3 separate regions of the Mus musculus genome follow, and all the other regions are linked to region 2. The links are chromatin contacts, called in public Hi-C maps. All regions are on one chromosome and are shown on one strand. The core of a region is the stretch at or near the end of the contact, and the rest is flanking DNA. Distances in the headings are between cores, read along the strand shown. Region 1 overlaps Cacna1d (calcium channel, voltage-dependent, L type, alpha 1D subunit). Region 2 overlaps Cacna1d (calcium channel, voltage-dependent, L type, alpha 1D subunit). Region 3 holds the start of Cacna1d (calcium channel, voltage-dependent, L type, alpha 1D subunit).

Evidence for each region. A called contact is a pair of places that touch in the nucleus more often than the background predicts.
Region 1: a contact with region 2 is called in a Hi-C map of forebrain, with 3 times the contacts expected there. The contact joins two enhancer-like sites. A contact is called at or near these places in 12 of 484 Hi-C or Micro-C datasets (CD4 T cells, LSK cells, bone marrow-derived macrophages and 5 more), 1 of 115 datasets of contacts at active chromatin or transcription factors (double positive thymocytes) and 1 of 9 other capture datasets (pancreatic islet).
Region 3: a Hi-C map of olfactory sensory neurons shows a contact between it and region 2, with 2.3 times the contacts expected there. The contact joins the promoter of Cacna1d here to the enhancer-like site in region 2. A contact is called at or near these places in 4 of 484 Hi-C or Micro-C datasets (cerebral cortex, cortical neurons, nephron progenitors and 1 more), 5 of 115 datasets of contacts at active chromatin or transcription factors (double positive thymocytes, embryonic stem cells, forebrain and 2 more) and 3 of 9 other capture datasets (adipose tissue, macrophages and pancreatic islet).

The regions. Positions count from the first base shown.
Region 1 is chr14:30,135,534-30,139,914 of GRCm38.p6, forward strand. The region is part of intron 9 of Cacna1d (calcium channel, voltage-dependent, L type, alpha 1D subunit); the gene reads right to left. Among named protein-coding and RNA genes, the nearest start is that of Gm52106, 65 kb to the left of the region's middle. Within about 2 kb of position 1,653, at least 44 of the 459 cell types and tissues checked have an H3K27ac peak or open chromatin away from gene starts, as enhancers often do. A contact at or near this core is called in double positive thymocytes and forebrain, where this site is marked.
Region 2 is chr14:30,254,971-30,259,613 of GRCm38.p6, forward strand. The region is part of intron 3 of Cacna1d (calcium channel, voltage-dependent, L type, alpha 1D subunit); the gene reads right to left. Among named protein-coding and RNA genes, the nearest start is that of Gm52107, 33 kb to the left of the region's middle. Within about 2 kb of position 1,326, at least 29 of the 459 cell types and tissues checked have an H3K27ac peak or open chromatin away from gene starts, as enhancers often do. A contact at or near this core is called in cerebral cortex, cortical neurons, double positive thymocytes and 2 more, where this site is marked.
Region 3 is chr14:30,351,430-30,356,143 of GRCm38.p6, forward strand. Cacna1d (calcium channel, voltage-dependent, L type, alpha 1D subunit) reads right to left here and starts at 2,057. Exons shown (of 47, transcript NM_001083616.2): 1 at 1,496-2,057. The coding sequence starts at 1,562.

The DNA.
Region 1 (4,381 bases), core at 403-2,902, 120 kb before region 2:
ACAGAGCGAGGGATTTCTATGACGCAGCCACATTCACCTTGGGAAATGTGGGTCAAGGTCAGACTGAGGCCTCCAGGTCTGAATCAAGACCTGGAGTTGTGCCCAGAAAAACTACTCTCTTTGTTAGAGAAAGAGAAAGGTGGTACTGTGGGAAAGGTGGCACAGCAACCGAGGTTCCTGCCCCACCATCGCCAGCAGAGTCGGTCTGTGTTCCCAGCAATAGAACGGCCATTCCTCACTCCAGGAAGCCAGCTTCCTCAAAGAGATAAGATGGCTTCCTCTCTCTCACATCGTCAAACCACCCCAGAGGCCACGCTGCTACTGAGGTGAGTGGCCCCCAGGAGGGGTTACCTCTCTTGACAGAGGCCCCAAGGCACTCATCAGCATGTTGTAAATACTAAACCCAAGCAGGTCGGCTTCATCCTTGGCCTATATTGGTGTGCAAGCTTTACAGAGTTCTTCCTTCTCGAGCTTTTAGGGCCCTGTGAGCCAAATGCTTTCCATCTGACTATCCCCTGATGCCTTTCCTCTTCAGGCCTTCTGAGGAGGCTAGGATTCTAACACAGACAACCCCACTTAACCTCTGAGCTCAGCATTCTCACACTGCAACAAAACCATGCCGTGTATCTCTCTTCTGGGTGAGCGGCTGGCGCGCAGCTGGCTATCTGCCTCTGCAGTCCATGTCTTCTCAAAGATTTTTTCCTCTTTCTGACTGGGGTCCATCTTGGTGTCAGCACTAAGCTGTCCATGCCAAGGTATCCAAGCAAAGCGTGCACTGCCTCCCAGCTACAGCAGTGACCCACAGACAGCTGGGCAAGCTGTTCTTGGTATACACATCTCTATGTTAATGATCCTGGATGCTTTGTCAAGTGGTTGGGGACGGGGTAAGGGTGCGGTCAACAGTATTTAGGACAAAACTTTATATTTAACTTTATACTTCCCAAATAAGGCTATTCTCATTGAAGAGAACTGAGTGCCCCCAGATGGCTTTTGTTCTGTTTTTGGTTGGTTTTTTTTTTTGGGGGGGGGCTACCTCCCTTACTCTTGAAGCTGAGATTACTAGCTTTAGCATGGCCTTGGGTAAATGAGCCAGCGACGCCCAAGAAGCAATTTGAAACATGTAGCCTGGAAAAAAAAATCAGCCAAATAACATTATTGGAATTTCTAAACAGTTTAAACTTAAAAGCATCATTCAAGGAAAAGCATTTCCAAGCGTGTCTTCCAGGCTAAGAATATTCACACTGAATCAAACGAGCTCCCTCAGTTGGCTCAGAGGCTTCTTCATAGGCACAGTGCAAACGGAAAGGTGCCATCTCAGTGATGCCACACGTTTGAGGGAAAAGGCCAAAAGACCAAGCATGACCAAGCATCAGAGAAACCAAGCGATTAAAACATAGGCACTTTCCACACAGCGCATGCAGCTCACGCAATGCCTATGCACAGGGAGAGGAAACCAGAAACGTCAGGCAAGGAGCCTCCACAGAGCAAGAACACCTCAGCAAGTTACCGTGATCTTTAGCCCTGCGTTGTCGAAAGCAGCAAAACTTCCTTTTCTTCTTATCCTCTCTTAGCAGATCAGCCACCGTGACCCCTTCAGGTTGAACACAGGCAATTCCATTACCAGACAGTAGAGGGCAGCAAGAGCAATACAAACAGGGCAGCCTAGCAGGCAGGCAGGCAGGCAAGCAGGCGGGCAGAAAGGGCAGCAACAGCTGGTCCAGTGTGGAACAGCGGAGGCCTGAGGCATGTCGGCATGTCTCCAATCCACTTTTGCCACCCACTCCTCCTAGCTAGGAATCTATAGCTCAGGATCTGAAGGGTTGAGGGCATTTGTCAACCTGTCCCAGAGAACCTATTCTGAATGCGCAATCTACTATCTAGTTTGTGACACAGGTCTCCTATGTTTGTCCTTGCATCTAAGAAAGTGCTTAAGGAAAGTGCCCTTCAGGGAGTCAGAGGCTCTGGGTATGAATTGGGAGTGTGATGCCAATCAGGACTGGTCTCTGGGGCAGGGCAGGTGGCAGTGAAGAAGGTGGGCTCTGGACTCTGACAACTGTACCTCCCACTGCTGTATGAACATGGATTGGTTACCTAGTGTTGCTTACTCGTGAGATATTAGCAAGGACTGGGCCATTGCTAATGAGTTGCTGGAGAAGAAGTAAATGAGAACCAAGGTAAGAGAAGCGATGTGCTTCACTCCAGCGACACATGACCACCCATAACTGTTAGCATCCTTGTTACTAAAGCCCCTAATGGTCATCGGGTCACAAGGGAGACAGTCACAGACTCTCTGACATCTAGCAGTGCTGCATTTCTGAACTCGTGCCAAGCCATCCAGCTAACCTCTAAAGTAGAGTCTACATGTGCATGCTCAGAAATGGGAGTGCACAGGCAGTATAGGGGGCCATATTGGGGCCTGCAAAAGCATAGGAACACGGGCCTACACCTTAGTGGGACTACTGCATTTCTACAAAGGGCATGCTCTCTCCACACTGCAAGTTCCCCCTCCCCAACCTAACCCTGAAGAACATGGCACAAATGTTCCAATACCCATGAGTTGGAACATAGCCCATGAACAAAGCTGTGTGAGATCTCTGAGACCTTGTGAGAAAACTCTAAGTAACTAAGACAAGAGGTCTTATAACCTCGGTGCAACAGGATGTGGGTTGTTTTTGGAATGCGCTTATGTCCCCTTCCTGGGTGTAGTAGTGAATAGGAGTGAGCTCACTTCAGACTATTCATTACAACTGGCTATTGTTACTTGTTTACTCCTCCAAGGAAAAGCATGGTTTTGCCATGTGTGTCTTGTCCTCCTGACTGTACACTTTTCTCAGGTGACTCTTGTTAACCCCCAGAGTATAAACTGTCTGATGCTCTGAATAAAGCTGGCTATTGCATGGGACTTTACTCCACCTTGTTTTTTTAGGCCCCACTCTCCCAGGTTCACGCTGCTACCCTGAGCGCCAACAGTGGTGGGTTCCAACTCCAGTGCAGCGCTTCACGACTGCGCAGCCTCGGGAGGCTATGTAAGGCTGGCACACTCTGATTTCCTCATCCATCAAGTTCCTGTCTCATAGAGCAGTGTGAAGAATAAGAACTCATGTGCCCATAGCCCCAGGAACAGCATCTGATACACACGAAATGCCAGATAAATGCTAATTGCCGCCCCATGACCTTTGAGTAAATAAATACCAGACTGCTTAAGCTTGTGATGAAAGCCACACGGCATGTGCTGATTTAATCGTCCCAGGGGAGAGCAGGCCAGGGCAGATGACAGTGGGCACTGCATCCAACCTCTGACCCCAGGGCTGGCCCTCCCATCAGTCTCCCCAGTCATAGCACTGCCAGCTGCTCCTCCAGAGAGGGTAGGTGACCTGGACTCATATTTATCGTGAGCCACCTACCTACTGCTGCTGTTTCTTCTATGGTTTTTGGTAGAATATTTTCATTTCTAAACTTCTTTGGGATACTTTGTGATTAAAAAGCTGTCTTATAAATTAAAAGAAAAAAAAGAAATGTGATTTTCTTTTTCTTTTCTTTTCTTTTTTTTTTTTTTTTGTTTGTTTTATTTGAGATAGAATTTTACACATCCTGGAGCCTGGTCTCCAAGGGTAACCTTGAACTTTGTATCACACTGTCTCTTCTTCTCCAGTGCTGAGATTATGGCATACCATGTCCAGTTTATAAGGAGCTGGGGACCAAACACAAGGCTTTGTGCATGTCAGGCAAGCACTTTACCAACTGAGCTGCATTCCTCAAATACAGTCTTTCAAAACAAGGTCAGCAAAGCACCATGGTGTTTATTTACAAACAGCTATGCCACCTGTGACTCTCTGCTGACCCCTGAAACAAACCAATGCAGGAAACCAAACAGACAAACAAAAATCAGGTAGCACTGGCCAGGCAGGCAGCCAGGGTGACCTTCTGCACTGAGGCCCATGGTAGAAGAAGCAATGAGAGGTGGGTGGGCAGTGGCCACCACTCTGGGACCAACAAGGAAGCAGGCTACAGTCAGGTACTCTTGTGGGCAATGGGGGCAGCAGGTACCCGCTCCTCCTTTCTTTGGGTATCAATTATTACTACTTAGAGGAATTACTGGTCCCTAAGAGTCCCCACAATAAGGCTGCCCTGATTCATTTGGTCAGAATTTTAGAATGGGCTCCCTTTTAAAATGGTTTCATTATTTTAAAATTTTTTTAAAAAAATTAACCATGACAATGAGAAGAGATTAAAATAGAATTTTAGGCTTCCAGATTTTAATAGCCCTAGAATAACACCATTGTTCATGAAGAAGCAGCTGTAAGTGTCCAAAAAAAAAATCACACACACACACACACACACACACACACACATGCCCCACAGACTTGGCAGGGTTTCTTAA
Region 2 (4,643 bases), core at 76-2,575:
GGCTGGCTATAACCACCTAGTCAGGCAAAGCCAATCTGAACTCACCTCCACAGACCTGACAGAGCTGCAGTAGTGCCTGTGTCTCGGGAAGTACCACAGGACAACTTAATACTCAGACCATTCACACAGGGAGTGCATGGTCACCCCAGGCAAAACACACACTTCAGAGGCCCCGCTTTCTCCTGCAGCAGAATATGAAACCAATGTCCCTAAACCATCACTTCCCCCTATAATCTTAGTTTATAAATTATGCTAATAGGAGCCTGTAAACAATATGAATAATGAAATATAAGACATGGACTTCATTTGATAAAATATTCATTAAAGGTTTAATTAAAGAGGGGGAGAGACACAGACTTCTGCACGAAGGAGATCCCTATGGATCTAAAGAATTAAAGACTCGCACATCTGTTGCCAGTCAGAAATTGTGATTTAGCTGTGACACCGACCAAATGCAAACGTGTGGGGAGCAGCCAGAAAAATGAAAGCTCTCCTCAAAAAGAAAATGAAAGTAAAAAGATATTAATTAGGACCTTTTCCTGCACTCTCCTAACTTAGAGATCACTGTGTTTCCCTCCAACAAAGAAGATCAGAATCCGCTCACCTCAAATCAACTCTTAAGAATGACTTCGTTTTCTGAGCTTTCAGACAGGCTCCTCATCTGTAATACTTCAAAAACTAAAAAGTGTATTTAAAAAAGAAAATCTGGCCACATCTGAGTCTCAACACCTCACATAGGTGCATCTTGCCCGCCGGCCTCTCTATCCAGCTATCAGATGGCTTCACAAATCCAATTTCTAGCTGCAGCCCCAGTGAAGCACTGCTCTGAACTCCCCCTCCCCCAGCTTTGCAGAGAGCCCAGATCAAGCAGATGCATCCTTGGTTACAATTATCTGCGCATCTACCCAGCTATTAGGCCCCCAGCCCCAGGCTGGAAGCGGCTTGTTCTGAGTCACTCTTCTGTTCTGGGAGAGGCAACTTCAAGTTCTCAGAGAACGCGGAACAGTGAGTCAGAGAAGCAAGCCTGTCCCTGTGTTTTCGGGTGCCCCACAGAGGGGTCTTATGAAACCCAAAAGACTAAGCCTTTCCCAGCAATACTGAGAAAAATCACTGCACTTCCCCCAGCCTGCCCAAGAGCTTCCTTTTTATATACAATCAGTTCCTTTGTAGCAATAAGGGTCATAAAAATGCATGTACCTTATAATTGAAGAAATGCCTCTGGGAACTTATCCAAAGAATTAATCCCAAATTTGAGAACACTGTGAATCTGCTGCAGAACGATCCCTTCTTACAAAGAGTGTGCTGCAAGAAGCTAATTAAGTAAATTGGGGTACAGCTCGGTGGATGTGCACGGCCTTAAGTCAGTGTGGCGACAGAGACATGCCCACTACACCTTCACCCACTCACTGCTCACTGGATGCGCTGACACAATAGTGATTTGTCACCCTACTTACTGACAGAATTTCCCTTTGCCATTATAGGATCTTGACTGAGACTTGAGGAATGGCCTTCATTAAACAAACACAAACATAGTTGTATCTCTCAAAGCACTGGCACGGATCTGGGTTTGGTTTTAGAACACAGAATGTGATAGCCTGGCTCATGTCTACTGTTTCATTTGCATATTCATTTATGGCAGTGAGTGAAATCGTAGCTTGTCACCCCACCCAGCACTTTGCAGGTGTCCCAAACTCAGTGTGTCCCACAGAGTCCACAGTCTTATCACCCTTCCTCAAACTGGCCCTCTCTACAAGGGGCTTGATGGTGGTGGACAGCTCTTAGTCAGAACTTGAAGACCGAGTCAGGTGAATCTCTGTGAGTTCAAAGCCAGGCTGTTCTATGCAGTGAGTTCCTGGCCAGACGGGACTACACAGGGAGAGACTGACACAGAACAAACATAAAGAGTTATCATTAGTGGTATGACTTCCTGGATAGTCTCCAGCCCTTCTAAATACTGTTTGTGGTCCACAATGATTTTAATGAGGGAGCATTAACTTTGTCATTTTTAAATGATATTCTGTCTTATCACTGGAAACAATATAGAGTGTTAGAAAAATCAGGTAAGGAACTATTACCTCAGAGAAAAATAAGTAAAACCAGAGACTAGACAAAGAATGGCTGGCCCAGGACTACGAGCTGTTTGTTCTTTAAGAAAGCACATGAGAGAGAGAGAGAGAGAGAGAGAGAGAGAGAGAGAGAGAGAGAGAGAATGAACAAGAGAGAATGAGAACACAGGGAAATTCCAATGGGAAATCCTTTTCTTTGCATGAAGTAATTCCCTTGGCCACCACACTTTGTGGCGAGATTGATTGCCAGCCTACAAGGATCTCGTGCCCGAATCAACAAAGTGTCCAGCCTGTCACTAGAGTCCTCAGGAGAGTTCCAGTGTTCTCAAGAGGAGGAATACTTTCTGGCCCCATTACACATAGACCCTGTACACAATTTGGAACCTATTTTGTTCCTGACCCATAGCTCGAACTACTTAAACCAAACAAGGAAGAAAATAAGAGATGTGAAAAGAAACAGATTTCCAGAGGTGCAGACCCAAGGTGGTTGCTCTGCTCTGGCCTGCACCTGCCCTGTTACCAGGGCAGAGCACCGCAGGCTTCTCAGCGCCTGCTCATAAGAGCTCTAGTTTCCTCCACTAGGGATCAAGGGTAAAACAGAGAGCATGTCTCCCTCATAGGGAAGCCGACAAGGGCAAATGGAATGGGCTTGTTATAAAAGCACTTAAGGCAAGGACTAGCCCCGCAACTAAAGGGCTGCCACTGCTCCCACCCCATGAGATCTTCCCACTGTAGCAGGTGCCCTCTGGGAAGGCTCAGCCCCAGCCCAGCAGCAAACAGCTCCCTATACAAGGACAAGACCTTCATGCTCTCCCCTGCCCCTTTCTCAAGCCAGGTGCTCAGTTCACAAGACACCAGTTATGTCGGGAAGTAGAATTACAAAGCAGGCTTTGATAAAGCCACGCTGAAAATAGGTCAGCTTGGCTTCAAGTTCCAAGCCTGCCTGGCCCCAACTCAGTCTGTTTTGATGTTTCTTCCTGTCAAAAAAAAAAAAATTAAGACAATAACAATTCTTCTGGCATGAGGACTGTACGTGGGCCAGCCATATCTGCTCAGAAGCAAATCCAAGCTATCCAGGGCTAGCCAGATCCCCAAGTGGGAGGCCCCTCTGGGCAGGCATGAAGTCGTGTCTCACCAGAGTTGTCAGCCCTGTGGTTCACCTTTCCTGTTTCTATTAATTAAACTTGATTTATGAAGCAAGCCTTTCACCAGCAGTCTAGGTGTGATTTGACAAAGGCCTGCAAAGAAGGCAGCTCCGACCCACATTTAAAAAGGAATTAGGCAGGCACAAATTGACACATCCTTTTCTTTTAAAAAGTGTGGAGAAGGGGTGTGACTCAAGCTTTCTGTTCTTCAGGAAGGCCTTGTCTTTGTCTATTGAGACATCCCAAGTTCCCATTTGTCTCCCATCAGTCTGCACTGGCTCCTGCTCTCTCACAGCCCTGCTCATCCAAACCAGAACCAATAGACTCTAATAGAGTCATTGAGGTGAGTGGCAGGCAGGAGGCAGGTGTGCTTTGCAGATACGCATTCTTTTAAGCCTCTCATTAAGGGAATCCACCCAGGACAGAAGTTATTGGCCAAGAATATTGAGAGATCTTTCTTCAAGGAGCTCCTGGCTTAGCTGGCAAATAAAACCCCAACACAACCATGGGAAGGCAATGAAAGGTTAGTTCCATGTGAGCAGGGGCTGGCAAGCCTGTTTGCTTCTGACTGCTGCCTTGGGGCTTCTAGGAATACCATGGCAAGGGACAGGTGTATAAGGAACAGTGCAAAGGACTTCTAAAGCAACAGGATGGTAAGGTGGAAGCACAGGGGGCCGGTGTGGGAGCTTTAGATAACAGCAAGAAGATGGAAGCTGCCCTGGACAGAACACAGCAGAAAAGACCATCCGTCCACCACGCTCTCCCTGCCCTGCCCCCATGCCACTCACGTCTCCAAGTTTCTTATGACACCTATCACCTTGTATTCGTTACAGCTGCTGGTGTCCATTGCCTCCTGGCTAAAAAATCTTGCTGAGGATAGCACGCACTCTCTCTCCCTCTCAGTGCACTGACTAAACCACCTAGGAGCTATCCAATGAATGGGAATTGCGCAGAAGAGCAGAATAGTGATACATTGGGGTATCCAGGTACAGCCTGGGCTAGGCCTTAGGAAGAAAGATGCACTTGGGGGTGCCAGCCAAACAGCTCCAGGCTCAGATGGCCAGCGGGATGTGCCAAGGTTTCTCCCTGAACTAAAGTGAAGGAGTCAGGTAAGGACAGATAGACAGACAGCAAGACTGACAGAAATGTCAGTCTTGGGCTCCCAGAACAAGTGACCTGATTGAAAAACTTGGCTCTGCTTTATTTTGTTCTTTTTTATTCACTAAACAAACATCAAGATTAAGTTTTCAAGACATAACACTGTCCACATAAGTTAAACAACGATGAAGGCTTCCAATTGAACAAAAATTCCCCCAGTGACCTTCATGGTTCAAGAGTTGTTAAGTAAGCTGGTAAGGTTATCTACATTTGCCTTCTTTATCCAAGGTTCTAAGAGCATCGTCTTTTGGGAGTAACAGAGACACTGGAAAGC
Region 3 (4,714 bases), core at 807-3,306, 97 kb after region 2:
ATAATTCAGTAGTTTTAACCACTTTTAGACTATTCCTCCAAAAGCTCTCCATAGCCATATATGCAATTTTTTCTACATGGGAAAAAAAAAAAAAACCTCTTTACTGGCACCAGGCAATACCAAAAGCCCCACAACAAATATCTAGATTATGCATTAACACTTCCTACAAATGAAAATTCATGATGCTTGGGACTCATTTCCTCCACAAGCTTCAGAAAACAGAAAAACATCTTTAAGGCTTTTTTATTATTATTATTGCATTTTAAATTGCAGCAGCAGCAGCCAAGCCAGCATCTAATCGGCCTGCACCCTAAGAGTCAGGGTGCATTATGTCAGGGAACCTCAAGGCCTATGCAATAATTATCTCAGTGTAGAGTAGCATCCAGGTACTCCCAGGGCAAAATACTCAAAAGCGGGCGGGGGAGGGGGGAAGGGGAGGGCATGGGATGGAGGGTGTCCCTTCATGTATAGAGCTCGCCTCACTGTGGGTCTGGTCATTCCTTGGAAGATGGACATTGGGCCACCATCACCTCTGCTGAAGCAGATGTCAAAGTGAGAGTGGTGTCAGAGGTTGGAAATCGGGCGTTTGCAAAACCAATTATCACTAAGTAAAGAGTCAAAGCAAGCACAGGTCTCCTGCCCTACTGTCCTTAAGCCTGGGACAGAGCAAAGCAGGCAGGTGGCACTCAATCTGAGATCAGGGACTAGTTTTGCCAAGCGGTTCCTTTGAGAAGCGCTCACCGGAAAAGGCTTCAAGAAAACCAGGGCTGGGAAATGCTAACGACCTCCATGAAGGGAACCTGGCCAAAAGCACCCCAGCCTTCTTAGACCCGGCCCCCGCTGGTGTGGAAACTGCACGTGGTGAGTTGCAGAGCCCCACAGCGGCAGCAACTCTCTGGGCATTGCTAGGTTACCGACGTGTGCACAGGAGGCACAGGGAGCGGGAATACACGCTCCACCCGACCCTGTTCCCTCAGATCCCAAGACCCGGGGCTTCTCCCATGAGATGATGGGACCAAGCGACCCAAGGGGTAAACCTGGAACAGTCCTAGAATTTTCCTGATGCTACTAAGGACCTTCTTCTTAGTCAACCAGAGGCGCGGGAGATAGGGGGAGGCTGGAAAAAGGGTTCAGGCTGAAGACTAACACCTCCTCTTCCATCGCTCAGGGGCGATGAAAGAGGAAAGTTGAGCCCGAGCACACTGAACCCGGATCACCTCACTCTTGCCCCTTGGCTCCACAGTACTCCACACACACCCAAATGGCCGCCCCCACCCCAGCAAATGCAGAATTAACTGACATTCACGGCCTGAAGAGGAGAACGGAGTAGCTGCCGCGCATCACCCCTTTCTATGTAGATGACACCAAGCCAAAAGCATCATTTCCAACCCCCTCAACCCACCCAACGCATCGGAGATGGGGGGTTGGGGGTGGGAAGAGTAGGATCATGATAGGATGAGGTTTGGCAGCGGGTACCCAAGCTCAGGCTGCTCACCGTTCGCATGGTCCTCTTGGTGCTGCCGTTGATGTTGCATTTTTTTCATCATCATCATCATCATCATCCACGAACATTTATTGAGCGCCTACTGTGTGCAGGGCACTATGCTCAGGGTTAGGGAGGGGGAGGAACGGATATGGGAGGTTACGGATAGGTAGGAGCCGCGGTCCCTGCCCTTATTTTCGCTTCAGCAGGGGGTGGGGAAGGACAGAGACAAATAACCAAAAATAAAGATAATTTATAAAAACCGCCTGCCACCCACGCTCCTTCTTTTTTTTTTGAAAAATGGAGCAAAATAAACTTTTTGTAAAAAATAAAATCAGATGTATATATTATCTTAGTAATATATACATGTAATTTTTTATTTTTTTTATTTTTTTTTACTGCAAAGGAGAATTGGCTTGGTCCCCTCCTCTAGCGGAGGGACACCGTGGTGGTGCCCGCCCGGCCTGCCGGGCCGCTCGGCGCGCCCCCCATGCCGCCCGTCCGCCCGCCCGCCGCGGTGCCCGGTGCCCCGCCGCCGCCGCCGCCGCCCGCGCCGCCGCTGGCTCGGGACCGCGGGCAGCCGGAGCTCACATCCGGGGACGGAGGCGCTCGCCCGCCCGCCCGCCCGCCCGCTCCGCGCCCGCCGCGCCGCGCTGCACGCCGGCTTCGCCCTGGCGACGCTGCGCGCCCGCCGCCGCCGTCCCCCGCCCTCCCCCGCGCGCCCGGGCCTCCCACCGGCCGCGCCGCGCCCCAGCTGCCCGCCTGCGGCCCACGCGCCCCCCGGACTCCACGGCGCGCGACTCGGACGCCGCCACCCCCAGGCTGGCGCGGCTGACCGAGGGTTAAGTGCGCTGCGGCCGCCGACAGCCCGGTTAACCCCCTCGGCGCCGCCGCGCGGGCGCCCCTTCCCCGAGCCAGGCCCGTGGGGCCCCGTGCCTGCTGCTAGGGGCGCCGATGCGCCGCTCCTCTACACGGCGTCCCCAAGCGGAGGCTGCTGGGGTCCCCTGGGGTCCGCTGGGCTGGCTCTGGTGGCCTTCGCACTCTCACACCTGGGGGAGGCCCCGCCCCCCTCCCCCCAGGAACCCAGGTGCCCGCAGGCGATCGCTGCTGCTGCAGCATCAAAGCTCAGGGTTCGAGGGCTCTGCTTGGACTGGACAGGCGTCCCCCAGCTCTTACACCGTTTCTTCCAGTTTAGAGGTGCAAAGAGATGGGGGGCTTGTTCTTTGGGGAGCACTGACTGTCCTCAGAGATCTGCCCTCAGCCCTGAATCCCGTCCTCCCTCCCTTATGCATACGTGGCGGTGGGCTCCCTCCCTCTCGCCATCACCTCCACGTGTATTTGGAGACAGGTACAGAGAAGTAACAGCCAAGGTCTTTCAAACTGCTAGTGTGGAGAGGTAGACTGTGCAGCTCAAATTGATGACTCGTTTAGGAATTAATACTTTTTTTTGTACCTTCTCGGCCTCCTGTTTGTAGTGGGGGAGGTCTACAGGCCCCAGCTCCGTCTGGAGGGGGAAATACTGTATCTAGTGGATGACTGATATTTTTCATTTAGCTTTGTGCTGGCTGTTGGGAAAAGGCGTCTGCTTTGTTACTTTGCAGGATTCGATTTATTTGCCTTTGTTCGGATCTGCTTGTTCCTACGGAGTTTTAGAACGTTTGAGAACAGTGTCTTTAAAGCAAAAGGCTCAGCGTGAATTAAGAAAATAAATGTTTCTGGGAAGGTGCTCCTTGCTCAAAGAGGACACACCGAGCATCTCTGATTGTTGCAGGGGGGATCCACCTGGGAAGAATGACTCTCCAGGGGTCTTCCTGAGAGAGGGGTGTCTAGTTAGGATAGAGGAAAACAACCATGCTTGCCTGCTTTTTCACTTGGCTCTTTGGAGAGTGGCAGGATTGGGAAGCAGCCTGTGGCCTGTGTAAAAGAAAGCTGGTCTGAGCAACCTCACCTGTGCTGGTGCTTAGCTGAAATCAAAAAGGATGCAAGAACATATCCTTTGATAGGTCAGATTTGCAAGGAAGCACGTGTGTCACTATCAGAATTCCAGGTCTATAGCTTATCCTCTGGAGACTTCTACAGAAAATGCCTTGCTAACACTGGCCCATTGTCCGATTTAGTTCAGCCAACACTGAACAGGCATCTGTTAAGCGCAGTTGTCTAGGCTAGGAGTTACCAATTTTGATCTGTGTGCACAGTCCCTTCCTCAAGGGCAAACCATCTACTGGAAGAAGCAGAAGCTGGGCTATACCAAGTGTAGGAAGCACTATGCAAGGGTGCTCTGGAGCCCTGGAATTGAAGGGCTCTGAGAAGTCTTCCCAGTTCTGTTAACCGCTTAACTAAGCGGGGAGAAGAGACAACCACAGGGCAATGAAGCTATTCTGTATGTCACCATAATGATGGACCTAGAGCATTATTTGATTGTCAGAGGCCATAGACCTGTGCTCCACAAAGGTGAACCGTGATATAAACTGTGGACGGAAGTTAACAATAACCCATTGCTACTGTTTCAACAAATATACCACACCAAGCCAAGATGTAATCATAAGAAAAACTGCTGGAGACATGTACCTTCTATGTAAATTCCCTGTAAACCTAAAACTTTGTTTCTATTAAAAAGGGGGGCTGATTTAATAGGGCAGGAAGAATGGAGGCACAAAAGAGATTAATGTGTGGGTGGCATCTGTTTGAAAATCAACGGGTGCACAGGTAACATGGAATCCTGCACTCCTCTGCAGTGGGAACCAGTGACGGGGTTTTAACTGAGAGTTGGCAGGATTAAACTGTGAAGGGTGTGGGTTCTACACTCAAAATATGAATAAGTATTTGAAATTGAAGGATATATATTCATTTATTTGTGTGTATGTGGAAGTCCCTGGAACAACGTTCAAGAAATAGCTATCACCTTCTGCCATGCTGGGTGAAGGGGCAGGATAAACGCAGGTGCTCCACCATGCTGGGTGAAGGGGCAAGATGAGTACAGGTGCTCCACCATGCTGGGTGAGGGGGCAGGATGAACACAGGTGCTCCACCATGCTGGGTGAGGGGGCAAGATGAACGCAGGTGCTCCAGTTTGGTATTAAATGCTTTTGCCCTCTGAGCAGTAGGTATCTCAAAAGACCCTGGAGTTGAAGTTTGGGCTTCCCATTTTGTGTAACATCATCGTCAAATTTTGAGGGTTTGGGGATTTCATTTTTTCTTTTGTGAGGCAGAAATGGGTGGTGGGGTGGTTGT